Linked DNA regions of Mus musculus: all the other regions are linked to region 3. The links are chromatin contacts, called in public HiChIP or PLAC-seq and promoter capture Hi-C maps. All regions are on one chromosome and are shown on one strand. The core of a region is the stretch at or near the end of the contact, and the rest is flanking DNA. Distances in the headings are between cores, read along the strand shown. Region 1 holds the start of Slc39a7 (solute carrier family 39 (zinc transporter), member 7). Region 2 overlaps Col11a2 (collagen, type XI, alpha 2). Region 3 holds the start of Psmb8 (proteasome (prosome, macropain) subunit, beta type 8 (large multifunctional peptidase 7)).

Region 1 (4,307 bases), core at 453-2,952, 170 kb after region 3:
TCTGTAATTGTGCTACAGTGGCCCTGAAGGGCACAGGTCTTAGAAGGGCAGGCATATTGAAGCGAAAAGGGCAGCAAAGCCACCGTGAGCTGAACAGGACATCAAAAATATTCCCTGCAGGCTTAGGGTTTGTTTTCAAAACAGAGCTGATGAAGCATGCACCCCCACAGACCACCCCCTTCAGGAAGAGCAAGGGGTCCGAGACCACAGGCTTGCTATGATTAGAGAACTAGAAAGATCAACGGGTTTTGGGGAAGTTCACCCAAAGATGGGGAGTGGGGGTGAGAAGTTGAGAACAAGGAACTGAAGGCACAGTGGCAATAAGCAGGCCACAACCTCTCTCTCACCTGAGGGCTGCTGACAGGCCCGGAGAATCCTGGGGGAGCCGGAGGGGGCAGACCAGGGGACCCCATGGAAGAACTGATGACTGGGAAGGGGGAGCCCAGTGGCGGGGGTGGCATTGGAGGTGGAGGTGCTGAAGGGGTAAGAGGTGGGCCAGGAGGAGAAGACGGACGGATCCCCTGAGAAAGGGGATTTGGGGAGGAGCTGTCTGGGCTTCGGGAATCTGAGAAGTGGGTACGTACAAGGCAGACACACACGGACAGGAGAGACAAGAAGAGAAAGTGAGCCTTTTGATCATCCAAATGGACACTTTAATTCTCCCTGACCCACCACAGCCCGCAACCCTGGAGTTCAGAAATACCAAGTGGCCAAACAACAATTTCACTTCTAATAGTCGTGAGAGGAGGCGGTTGACAAAAAGGGAGGCAGGTCAGGCGGGGCTACTGGGTCATCCCAAGCTGACCTCGGGAGGGGGGGCTGTGAAGCAGCACGTGGAGGTGTAGCAGCGAACCCCTCGTCCAACCCCAACTTAGAACATTCGGGGCAAAGAGTATGGCAGAAATACCCGGTCCCAGAGCGTAAGCTCAGCCTTCGAATGCCCAGAGTCCTCCAGCCCACGGGGAACGGTGTCCTTCCCACGCCCGAGACCGCGCACGCAGGCCCCGCCGCGGGCCCGAACCTGAAGGGCGGAAGCTCCCCCGCCGCGCCCCGCCCCGGGGGAGGGCGCTGGGCCTCGGGACGTCGAGGGCGCGTGTTTACAAACAAGGGGGCGGGAGCGCGGGGAGGGGGCGCGAGGGGCGCCGGCCCGGGCCCACGGGACACTCACCCCGCCCGCTGTCGCCCATCCCGTCCCGGCCAGCCTCCCCCGGCTCCGGCTCCAGGGCTTGCTGCTCTCCGGCCGCCGCCGCCGCCGCCGCGGGATCCAGCCAGGGCCGCCGCCGCCGCCACCGGGACGCGACCCCACAATGCATCTCTTTTCTCACCCCCACCGGCCCACACTGCCCCGCGGCATGCCGCGGCGGGAGGAAGGGCGGACGAGTGGCCCAAGACATGACGCCCGGGCCGAGGGCGGGGAAGCCGGAGAGGCGCCAGGGACGCGCAGGGGGGACAGCGGGGGACTCGGGGGCCGCGACGAAGCCGCGGAGGCGAGCAGGCCGCGGCCTGTGGCAGCGCGACTCAAGAGCCGCGCTCGGCTCGGCACTGAGATGACAGCACCGGCGCGGCCGCCATCTTTGTACAGACGGGAAGTCTCGCCTTGAGCTCCCGCCCCTTCGCCGAGGTGGAAACGGAGGAGGCGGTGCCCGCCAGCCCGCCGTCCCCTCGGATAACCCCCCAGCTCTGCGCATGCGTCCTGACGCCGTGGCCGCGCCGCCCTCGGGGCGCCGCCATGTTGGTAAAGGTATCGGGGCGCAGGCAAGAAAGGGAGCTTCCGGATCTCGCGGGAGCTCGAGGCGTGAGTGCCACGTCCCAGCAAACCGAGAACCGAGAGGATCCCGGAGCCGGTGAGAGGTCCCTGCTGCTCCCTTACGGCGCTTTCCAGGCCTTTACCCCAACCAGTGGGCCATAGAGACGCGGGCCCAGAGAGACCGTAAAGTTGCTGATCAAAGGCTAGAGCGGTGTCGGGGGTGGGGGGCTGCATCCAGGAAGGGTGTTGGGGATGAGGTGGACCGGCCTTGGGGACAATGTAAGAGCGGAGCAAGTAGTATAGAGGAAGGGCTTCAAGGGACGCGGATCCCGAATAGGTAGATTGAGAGTCAAGTCGAGTCGTCTCTTGTTCCTCCGGTCAGCGTGATGACCATGGGCCTGCGGGCCCCCCACTGGGTGGCTGTGGGACTGCTGACCTGGGCGGCTTTGGGGCTGCTGGTGGCCGGACACGAGGGTCATGGTGACCTGCACAAAGATGTGGAAGAGGACTTCCATGGCCACAGTCACGGGCACTCACATGAAGATTTCCACCATGGCCACAGCCACGGGCACTCGCATGAAGATTTCCACCATGGCCACGGCCACACTCATGAAAGCATCTGGCATGGGCATGCCCACAGCCACGACCATGGACACTCACGTGAGGAATTACACCATGGCCATAGCCATGGCCACTCCCACGATAGCCTCCACCACGGAGGACATGGACATGCCCATCGTGAACATAGCCATGGGACTTCTAGGGAGGCTGGGGCTCCAGGCATCAAACACCACCTGGACACTGTCACCCTCTGGGCCTACGTGAGTCGCCAGGGGATGTGGGGAAGAGGGACTGGTTCTTAATCGGTGGGAAGCTCCATCTTTGCCTTCTGATTGTGCTTCTCCACCAGGCACTGGGGGCCACAGTGCTGATCTCCGCAGCTCCGTTCTTCGTGCTGTTCCTCATCCCAGTAGAATCTAACTCTCCCAGGCACCGCTCTCTGCTCCAGATCCTGCTCAGTTTTGCTTCCGGGGGGCTCCTGGGTGATGCGTTCCTCCACCTCATCCCGCATGCCTTGGGTAAGTAACTTGTGGGCTCCGCCTCAAAGGCTTAAGCGGTTTTGTTCTTTCTCTTTAATGATCCCAGATTTTCCGGTTGTCTTCAAACACACATCCCCTGAGCCAGGCATTCCCTCATCAAGCCTTTTCTCCCACTTCCCGCAGAACCTCATTCTCACCACGCTCCAGAGCAGCCTGGACATGGACACTCCCACAGTGGTGAGAAAAACCAGGGACTGGTGTGCTGGGAAAGGGCAACCTCTCCATTCCCATGCTTCGCCTCTTACACTTGAGTCTGCGTCTCCCTTCATGCTTTACTGCCTCCGTTCCAGGCCAGGGCCCCATTCTCTCTGTGGGGCTGTGGGTTCTCAGTGGGATTGTCGCCTTCCTCGTGGTGGAGAAATTTGTGAGACACGTGAAAGGAGGACATGGACACAGTCACGGACACGGAGACAGGCATGCGCATGGAGACAGTCACACCCATGGAGATAGACATGGTGAGCCCGCGTTGCCTGCTCTGTAACACACTCAGGGTCACCCTGTGGAGCAGGACACATGCGAAAGCTCTGTTCCCCACTCTGATCAACTCCTGTTCTCCCTCAGAGTGTTCTTCAAAGGAAAAGCCCAGCACAGAGGAAGAGAAGGAAGTGGGCGGGTTGCGGAAAAGGAGAGGAGGAAACACTGGGCCCAGAGATGGCCCGGTGAAACCTCAGAGCCCTGAAGAAGAAAAAGCAGGCTCAGGTAAGGGATGAGCTGATGGGTTGGCTGTGGGTGTGTGGGTGACGGTGGGAGTCTAGGAAATGGGGGCGAGGGGGGGGCTGTATGTGAACCGGCTTGATGGACACCCTCAATCATTTTTGTCTTGTCTCTTTGCAAAAAGACCTGCGTGTGTCTGGGTACCTGAATCTGGCTGCTGACTTGGCACACAACTTCACAGACGGTCTGGCCATTGGTGCTTCCTTTCGTGGGGGCCGAGGGCTAGGGATCCTGACCACAATGACAGTCCTGCTGCACGAAGTGCCTCATGAGGTTGGGGATTTTGCCATCCTGGTCCAGTCTGGCTGCAGCAAGAAGCAGGTTGGTGCCGACTGCCCATCCTTGGTTCCTAACAAGCTACACTACAGTGAGCCGTTTAGAGTCAGGGAAAGTCGTGCCTTTACCTCTTGCTCTGTTTTACGCTGCAGTCCTCACCTGTGTATAGTTCTTTGATGGCTTAAGGTTCTCAGGAGATGTCTGTTCTAGTACTCCCTCCTCAACCTGGCTGTTTTGGGGGGCTGCGGGCCTTAGGTGTGGTCCTGAGGCAGAGTCATTGACTACGTATTAGCTATCGAGGGAGCCCCAGGCGACAGCTATCTGACTGCTTCCTGGAGCTGGTGTCTGGGACCCAGATTCCTGTCCTCGTGCTTGTGCAGCAAGCACTACCTGTGGGTCCTTCTCCCCAGACCCTCCTTTCCTTAACACTGCTCCCACCTAATTTTAGCTGTCGACAGTCATATCTTTCT
Region 2 (3,858 bases), core at 168-2,667, 140 kb after region 3:
GAGAGAGAGATGGAGTCAGACCCTCCAGGAAGGGGGACTCCAGGACCCCTGACCATAGATCTTGGGACAACAGAAAGTTGAATGCATCCTGACTTACCCCGAATTCCCTCTCATGTGTAGGCCCATGGTTCCTGCCACAACCTGCCCAGAATCCTCCCTCCCCAAACCCTTTCCTGGTTCCTGCCCACTGTCTCCCGGGAACTCCAGACTCACTGCAGGGCCAGGAGGGCCAGCTGGACCTTCATTTCCTTTCAAGCCGGGTCCACCCTATGAACCAGATTTAGGGTAAGTGGTGAGTGAGAAGGCAAGCCTTCACAGGCATGGGGCCCCAAAAGACATCCTGGGAAGTGTGGGCTTTGGGGAGATGTAGGCCCCCAAAGCGGGGTATAATATCAAGGGGACCAGGTGATGAGTGACCATATTCATAGGCTGTTAGCTTTGGGGGTCACACTCACAGCAGTGCCTGGAAGGCCTCGCTCTCCTGGGAAGCCTCTCAGACCAGCAGGACCATCCTTCCCTGGGGCCCCAGGAGGACCAGGGTCACCCTGAAATGAAAGGAGGGGTGTCAAGTCATAACTTGAGCAGAGATTCTGGCCCCTCAGAGCCACACTGGCCCATGCCTTGCAGCCCCCCTCCCCAGCTCCTCTCCACCAGCCCTCACTGACCTTGGTCCCTTCTTTCCCAGATGTTCCAGGCAATCCTTGCTCTCCAGGAGGTCCTGGGGGGCCAGAGTGACCTCTCTCTCCCATGGGACCACTTTCTCCAGCTGTTCCCTGGGAAAATCACAGTCTAAACTCAGCTCCATCTGCCCCGAGACCCCACTCTGCATCCCCCAAAGTGCCAATCGAGAGCCCAGTAGTTTGCCCAAAAGCCAAGGGGAAATTGTTGATGCTCTCCTGGCTGCCACTGGGGCTTCCCATCCCTGGTGTGGAGTGGCCACGCCACCTTGTGTCACAGCCAGGAAATGTCTCAAAGAGAGAGAGAGAGACAGATACAGAGACACAGAGAGACAGAGACACAGAGAGAGACACCTGGGAAAGAGCTGAAATTCGGGGTCTCTGCCCAGGCAAACAGGTGTCAGAGCTGAGTTACTGGGAGAGGAGGCCCGAACTCCAGTCTGGGGTGCATTCTCTCCTAGGGGAAACATACCTGAGGTCCCACCACTCCGGGCGGGCCTGGTGGGCCGGTCTTTCCTTGGAATCCCTGAGGGGAAAGCCAGAGTGACGTCACAGCCAGATAGGACAAGTGTGGGAGACAGTGGGGCAGGCCCCAAGTTCTAGGCTCCCAGAGGAAGCACAGCACCAAGGCGGCTGACTCAGCAAGATCCAAGCCCCCCCCCCCCCCACACACACACCCCTGGATCACTCACCACTTCTCCTCTCTGGCCGGGGTGTCCCGGCAGCCCATCCTTCCCTGCAGGGCCCTGGAAGGGAAGTTTGGGGTCAGAGAGACTCTTGACACAGAAGACGAATGAGGGAGAAGGAAGTGATGTGGGTCACAAGTTAACGGTCACCTTACCGGAGGGCCTTTGGGGCCAGGAAATCCATTGGGGCCTTGAGGTCCAGGAAGACCCTAGAGACAGAGATGGGATGAGTGGAAGACAGGTTCTGGAAAGAGGAACACATGTTTCTTCCCCAGGGAACACGGGAACAGAGCCTTTAAGCCACACTCACCCTCTCTCCGGGTGGCCCGTGGGGACCGTCACCACCTGATGTTCCCTGCGAGGGAGACAAAGTCAGGGAGTGATTCGGGTGTTTATCAGGCATCCCCAAGGAAGAGGCAGAGTGTGGAGGGGAGGGGTGTGGAGGCTCCGCATCAGGAGACAGATTCAACCTTGCAGAGTCCACTCACCTTAGCTCCAGATTTCCCAGTGGCACCTCGAGGTCCCCGCTGACCCCTTGGACCCTAGGTAGACAGAAGGCAGATGTCAGAAACATCCTTGAGTCTGGAGGAGCTCACCATGTCACTGAGGGTGATCTTGAACATCTGATCGTCTTGCTTCTACCTGATTCTACCTTGTCACACTCAACTGATGGAGTACTAGGGATGAACCCAGGGCTGTTCACACTGTGTGGGACTGGGGATGAACCCAGGGCTTGTTCACCCTGTGCAGGACTGGGGATGAACCCAGGGCTTGTTCACCCTGTGCAGGACACTACCAACTGAGCTACCATCCAGCCCACCTCTTAGATTTTGAGCCACTAGGTAACAGGTGTTAGCCCATAGCACTCACCGTGGGGCCCCGTTCTCCCCGAGGTCCTGATTTCCCAGACAGGCCCTGGTGGGAATAAAGTCAAGCAAGCATTATACAAGGCAAGACTCCCACAGTGGCCCCTCTGGTTCCTCCCTGTGCATCCTTCCCCCTCCCCCGCTTACCCGAGCTCCCTTCTCTCCACTGGCTCCAGGAAAACCAGGGAAACCCAGAGATCCCTGGACAGATTGGAGAAAGAAAGAGGGGTAAGGGGGGGAGGAGCCTGGGAAAGGCCAAAGCAGGGGTGGGGGGTGGGGTTGGGGGTGGAAGAGGCCATCAAGACAGCAATGGTGCTGGACCCTGCCAACAAACAGGTTGCCTTAGGAAGAGCCCTACCACCCACAGGCCTCTATTTCTCATCTATTCAATGGGAGTCAGTCAGCTAAAACCTCCCTAGGGAATCCCACCCATATATGGTTCCTGGGGTCAGAGGTCAAGGAAGAGGCAATGAGGAGCAACACAGCACCTTGGGGCCCTGGCGTCCAGGATAGCCAGGCAGACCAGGAACACCTAGCTTGCCCTGTGGAAGGACAGAATGCAATCAGGAAAGACAGGGGCCACAGACATCTAGCAGCAATACTCCCCGCAGAAGCCCCGCCGACTTCCTGGCTCCTTCGGTGTCCCACAAGTCCCCCAAGCCCAATTCTGCACCTCAGTTCCTCTGTCTCCTCAGCCACTCCTGCTCCATCTCCAGGCCCACCTCCCCCAGCACCCACCACTGTACTACCCAGCCAGACCTCTCTCCCTGAGGGGGAGCACCAGCCCAGCTCCTCCCCGAGATCCTTCCCTCCTAGTGCTCCAGGCACTGTCTTGCCCGGGAGGATGCAGCGCTGTCGTAGGAAACAGGGTTCTGTAGCTCATAGCCTGGCTCTGCCCTTCACTGGGGTTCAAAATCATCCTAATCCTGCCCCCGCCCCCCCCCCACAGCTGCAAAAAGCCTCATCTAGGAAGCTGACTGTCATGGGGCTACCCGTAGAACTGACAGGACAGGGCCACGCCCTCCCTTCCTCCTCGAGTCCCCTCCCCACATTCTCACCCCAGCTCGCATCCCTAGCCCCCGTGTCCTCCCTGTGCCTGCCACACTGATCATTTTTCTTGACCTCCTATGCGCCACCTCAGGCCACTGGCACCCAGCAGATACCGTGCGTAGAGAGGCACAGTTAATTCACAGCTATCCTTGATCAAGCACCGACTTCTAGTTGGCACCCAGTGTGCCAAGTAACAAGGCACTCTTTCCCATCATCACCTTCTCGCCCATGAGCCCAGTGGGTCCAGGGTCTCCTGTAGGTCCAGTGCGCCCTTTTGGCCCTTCAGGGCCGTCTTCGCCCCTGGAACCAGGGACTCCAACCTCGCCCTGAGAGGAAAGTGGGAGGTGAGTGTTAGGGAGAGATGGGTCTAGGCCCTCTGTAGAGAGGTGGGCCCCAGCAAGGCCGGCTGGGATTGGCAGGTGTCTGAGAAGACACTGCAGGACAGCAGAGATGCACAGAGACAGTGACTGGGGGGAGCACTGTGGCTGGCTAAGGCTGCCATCTCCCTGGGGCCCAGCTCTAAAGGGGGCGGGGCAATGGAGGGAAAGCTTCCATTTCAAGGGAGCCCAGGATGGCTCA
Region 3 (4,402 bases), core at 1,125-3,624:
AGATGGCTCAGTGGTTAAGACCCCTGACTACTCTTCCAGAGGTCCTGAGTTCAACTGCCAGAATTGAACCACATGGTAGTTCACGACCATCTGTAACGGGATCCAGTGCCCTCTTCTGGTGTGTCTGAAGACAACAAGAGTGTACTCACATAAAATAAATAAATGAATTTTAAAAACAAAAACAAAAGACAGCACACTTTGGTAAACATCAAAACCTGGATCAAGCATGGGGGAGGGGAGGGTTCAATGGGTAAGACACCTCGGGGGGGGGGGGGGCTCACAGACATAGGCCACCCACCTTCTTGTCCCAGCCACAGATCATGCTGCCCATGGAGAGGCCCATCCCCCGGTACTGCAGCATCATGTTGGAAAGCAGCTTGGATGCTGCAGACACGGAGATGCGTTCCCCATTCCGAAGATAATACAACCTGTACGATCGATCGAGGAGGAGGAGGAGAGAGAAGGAGGCCTCAGGGGCGGCAGCTACACCTGCATTCATTTTCTCCCATAGCACGAGGGAGCAGGGATTGTAGAGATGAGTGTTTGGAAGGTATGGACTTGTGGGACGGGACATAAGAGTAAAGGAGAGTTTGGGAATTTAAAATCTCTGATCCGCATTTTAAAAGCCTAGTAAATGATACCACCCTGCAGGTTAAGTGACTGCCAGATTATCTGGTTTATAAGCAGGGACCCAGGCTAGGATTTGGGAGATTTTTAATCACATGAAGGAGATATATATATATATATATATATATATATATATATATATATATATATATATCCCTTATGGTTGCTAAAATGGATCACCCGATGGGGGTGTAAGTGACCTGGGACATGGTGGGGACGGGGGAGGGGCTGAACAAATGAGATGATAAAACCGGCCTACCTGCACTCCTTGGCCAACAGCCTCTCCCAGTACTGGCAGTCGGCTGCACAACCAGACATGGTGCCAAGCAGGTAAGGGTTAATCTCGATCACTTTGTTCATCCTTAAGGAGCCTGGAAGAGTTTTGAGATCAAAGAAATGAGCCCACAGCTCCCCACCCACCCCTCACCCCCCATCCCACCCCCACCCTCAGTGTGCTATAATGCCAGCTCTGTCTGAACTTCGGCCCAGGCCTTCTGCTCTACTGAGGGAACAGCTCCACGAGTCGGACCATTGGAGCACACATGGAGCACACATACTCACTAATGTAACTCCCTGCAGTGGCCCTGGAGTCCACAGCCACGATGACGCCATGCTGGAACTTGAAGGCGAGTGTGGTTGTGCCGTGGGCCATCTCAATTTGAACATTCCTTTCCTGGTCACCACCAAAGGACCTCAGGAATGCGGTGGGCTAAGAGATGCAAGAGGCAGAGGGGCACCTCAGTGCTAGGAGGCTCCTGGCAGGGTGGCAGAGTGAGGAGGGGTCTGCAGACTCTAGATGTCAGTAGCTCCGAAGAAAGAAAAGCAGGATTTAAGCCCACCAGCTTTCTGCTTTCCAGCACGTGGGAACAAAGGTCATGGTAGGCGACTTCAAGGTGTTTCCTAATCCGTGGCTCCTTTGGTTCTCGAAAGCACATTTTAATAACTTGCTCTCATTTTACAGTAGAGGGGCTTGAGACCTAGGCCATCTAATGTGTCGTAGGACACACAGGGTGGGTTGCTGAGACCAAGTAAGGCCACCAAAGTTCATAGGTCTTCCAAGACAACTGTACAGCCCCTGTAGTAGTTAGCAGTGAGTCTGTGGAAGGCATGGTGGTCTGTGCACTGTGTCTTGGGATTGGCACCAACCATCTTCTCAGTCTCGCTGTCTCAACTCCGTGCGTGACTCTCTCTCCTTCTGTCCCTCCCCCACCCCTTTCTCCCGCCTTCCCATGCCTTAATCTCCACGTTGGTTCTTCAGGGCTAGCCTCGATGCTGCTCTCCTGGACGGCCCCTCCTGGCGTCCTCACCTCCTCAGACCCAGGCAGACACTCCTTCCTCTGTGCCACCCACCACCACCCACCTCCTGCATCTCTCCAGAACGCCCTACAGTCCTCACCTGCATTCCCCGGGGAAGTGCGAGCTCCGGAGCTTGCGCGGAGAAACTGTAGTGTCCCGGGTCCGAGCGACCCCCGCTTCCCGCATCCAGGGCAGCCCACTCGGGCCGCTGCCCCCGAGCGGCACCGCACAGATCCAGTAACGCCATGACCACTTGGCCCCGAAGATCCGTCGACTCTGCGACAAGGAAGTGAAAGCGAAAGCCACAGTACCAAGGGGAGGGAACCAGTCCCCCACCCCCATCCCCTGCCCTTTCCGAGTAGAGCCCAGTTAATGGGTGTCTGAACTAAAACAATGTGTTGGGGACGAGTTTTCCTGCTGCCACATCAGTGAAACCAGCTAGAGAATGGGCTGTGGGGTGGAAGAAGAGGTGCGCCTTCGGAGGCCGCCTAGCAGTGGGGTGCGTGAAGACCCACAGGCGGGGGACGGGGGGGGGCATCTTCTGGGAACAGCGGAGGACTGAATAGGGTCCTATCTCCTAAAGAGGTTGTCTAGAACGTTGGAACCTGAGAGGAGTATTGAGCAGATCCACCTAGGCGTGCGTCCTGGGGATGGGGGCAGCACTCAAATAAATGAGCATCATTTTATAGAAACTGGAAAATGCGATAAATGGATGCACAGGGGTCTTTAGGTCCTGGGACAACCAGGAAAAAACGGAGAAAGACGAACCAAGGAGAGGACTCAGTCGGGCCTTTTCATGTGTCCCTCCTAGGGCCCCTCTTGGTTCAACAGTCTCACTACCCTGAGCCACCCACGAGGACGCGCCCTTGCCCGGGGCTGCTCACGTCGCGCAAGTCAGGGCTGCGCGCTCCTTCCTTGAATCCTCAACCCCACCTCTTCTTTGCAACCTTTATGGACATTATCTGCCCAGGAACTGCTGACGTCACACACCGGGCCCTCCCTGAATGGAAGAGATTTACTGGCTAATCCTATCCATTTCATTGAGATTATCCCGGCGTGTGCCGCTGAGGAGAAGATGAAAGAATCTGAACGGGCGGGCGAGGTTATCCAGTCTGATTTTCTGGGGTCCCCACCCGCGGCGCTACCGCGCTTCCTCCAGCCTCAGCGAGGAAGAGAAGGACTCCAAGATGCAGTTGCTGCTGCCTTGGGGTGCGGAGAGGGAGGGGCTGCCGCCCGGTCCAGCTCAGCACTAGGAGTCCGTGGGTGAGCAGTAAAGAGAAATGAGAGCCCCAGGAAATAAAAGCTGATGGACCCAGAAGTAAAACAGAATTCTGAAGAAGAACGGGACACTGTCCTGGGGGGGGGGGGGGGGCTGACTAACTCAGCTAGGACTTTGCGGGAGCTAAGAAACGGGAGAAGCCACAGTACAAAACACCAGTTTTATTACAAATATCAAACACCCATAGAACACCCAAATGCCAGCCTATGCCTTTGGTTAATTGCAAGCTGCTTGTCCTTTCTCTCTGTACACTTTGGGCGTTTCTTCTCATTCTATCACAACGCCACATAAACCAGGTTTGTGTGTGCATGCTGTGATACAAGCTCAGCACCGGGAGGGTGGAGACCGGAGATTTAGCAGCTCAGTGTTGGTGTGAGGTACCTGAAACCCCGTCTAATAGGGAGCGGGTCGGGGAAACACATTCGTGGTAAATTCCGGGTATCTCCTAGAGTTTACATTTTCTCATGTAACAAGCACCTCCGCTCCTCAACTGTCTCCGTGGGTGTGGTAATATCTTTGCTCCCAGGTTCTCTGTCACACAGAGTAGAGGACAGGAGGGGGACAGCACGCAGTGTGCAGTCCAGAGGCCTTGTCAGTCTGCAGGAGCCGCAAGAGCCTCTACCATGGCCCGGTAGCACCCTCCTCTCTTCATGAGCTGCAGGTGGGTGCCCTGCTCGCCGACAGAGCCTTCTCTGAGAAAGAGGATGTGGTGGGCCTGCTCTGCCAGGCTGAGCTGCTGGGTGATAAGAAGAACCGTCCGAGAAGCCCGCTTGGGGCTCTCATACAGGAGCCGCTGGACCTGGAGAAACACACAGACATTACAGTTCAGGGGACCCCTGTGCTTCCAGGGCTGGGACACATTGTCGATATCCCTGGTCTGCAGCACCCCTCCAAACCTATGACTTGTTAAGATGTCCTCACAAGAGGGGGGTACAGAGAGAGAGAGAGCGGAAGCATGATGGGGGAGGGGACTGAACAGTCTCTCATCTCTACCCATAAGCTGGGAAATTTGAAAAGGAAATTATTCTTCTCCCATATATTACATCCCGACTGCTGTTCCCCCCTCCTCTCCTCCCAGTCCCTCCTACTCAACCCCCTACCTCTCCTCGATTGCCCTTCAGAAAAAAGCAGGCCTCCCAAGGACACCAACTGTCTTGGGAGATGGCATACTAAGTGAAGTAAGACTAGGGTCTCCTCGTC

What was found. HiChIP or PLAC-seq counts read pairs in DNA pulled down with a chosen protein or histone mark. Capture Hi-C pulls out chosen DNA fragments and counts their contacts.
Region 1: a promoter capture Hi-C map of adipose tissue shows a contact between it and region 3. The contact joins the promoter of Slc39a7 here to the promoter of Psmb8 in region 3. A contact is called at or near these places in 7 of 39 promoter capture datasets (embryonic stem cells, erythroid cells, macrophages and 1 more), 14 of 484 Hi-C or Micro-C datasets (B cells, CD4 T cells, CD8 T cells and 8 more), 19 of 115 datasets of contacts at active chromatin or transcription factors (the 230-238 cell line, CD8 T cells, the HPC-7 cell line and 11 more) and 4 of 9 other capture datasets (adipose tissue, liver, macrophages and 1 more).
Region 2: a contact with region 3 is called in an H3K27ac HiChIP or PLAC-seq map of acute myeloid leukemia, with 4 times the contacts expected there. The contact joins the enhancer-like site here to the promoter of Psmb8 in region 3. A contact is called at or near these places in 10 of 39 promoter capture datasets (3T3-L1-derived adipocytes, the C10 cell line, embryonic stem cells and 3 more), 1 of 484 Hi-C or Micro-C datasets (bone marrow-derived macrophages), 7 of 115 datasets of contacts at active chromatin or transcription factors (the 230-238 cell line, acute myeloid leukemia, bone marrow-derived macrophages and 3 more) and 4 of 9 other capture datasets (adipose tissue, liver, macrophages and 1 more).

What each region holds. Positions count from the first base shown.
Region 1 is chr17:34,029,085-34,033,391 of GRCm38.p6, reverse strand. Slc39a7 (solute carrier family 39 (zinc transporter), member 7) reads left to right here and starts at 1,702. Exons shown (of 7, transcript NM_008202.2): 1 at 1,702-2,568; 2 at 2,658-2,826; 3 at 2,971-3,024; 4 at 3,138-3,302; 5 at 3,409-3,546; 6 at 3,686-3,882. The coding sequence starts at 2,134. It overlaps Rxrb (retinoid X receptor beta), which reads right to left and starts at 1,580. Exons shown (of 10, transcript NM_011306.4): 1 at 1,169-1,580; 2 at 348-565. The coding sequence starts at 1,394.
Region 2 is chr17:34,054,965-34,058,822 of GRCm38.p6, reverse strand. It overlaps Col11a2 (collagen, type XI, alpha 2), which reads right to left. Exons shown (of 65, transcript NM_001317722.1): 29 at 3,498-3,605; 30 at 2,718-2,771; 31 at 2,377-2,430; 32 at 2,234-2,278; 33 at 1,852-1,905; 34 at 1,674-1,718; 35 at 1,519-1,572; 36 at 1,370-1,423; 37 at 1,150-1,203; 38 at 666-773; 39 at 456-545; 40 at 214-267. Among named protein-coding and RNA genes, the nearest start is that of Col11a2, 18 kb to the right of the region's middle. Within about 2 kb of position 1,417, at least 37 of the 459 cell types and tissues checked have an H3K27ac peak or open chromatin away from gene starts, as enhancers often do. A contact at or near this core is called in acute myeloid leukemia and bone marrow-derived macrophages, where this site is marked.
Region 3 is chr17:34,196,167-34,200,568 of GRCm38.p6, reverse strand. It overlaps Psmb8 (proteasome (prosome, macropain) subunit, beta type 8 (large multifunctional peptidase 7)), which reads right to left and starts at 2,374. Exons shown (of 6, transcript NM_010724.2): 1 at 2,024-2,374; 2 at 1,189-1,336; 3 at 887-998; 4 at 299-428. The coding sequence starts at 2,170. Tap1 (transporter 1, ATP-binding cassette, sub-family B (MDR/TAP)) reads right to left here. Exons shown (of 11, transcript NM_013683.2): 11 at 3,344-4,001. The coding sequence ends at 3,795.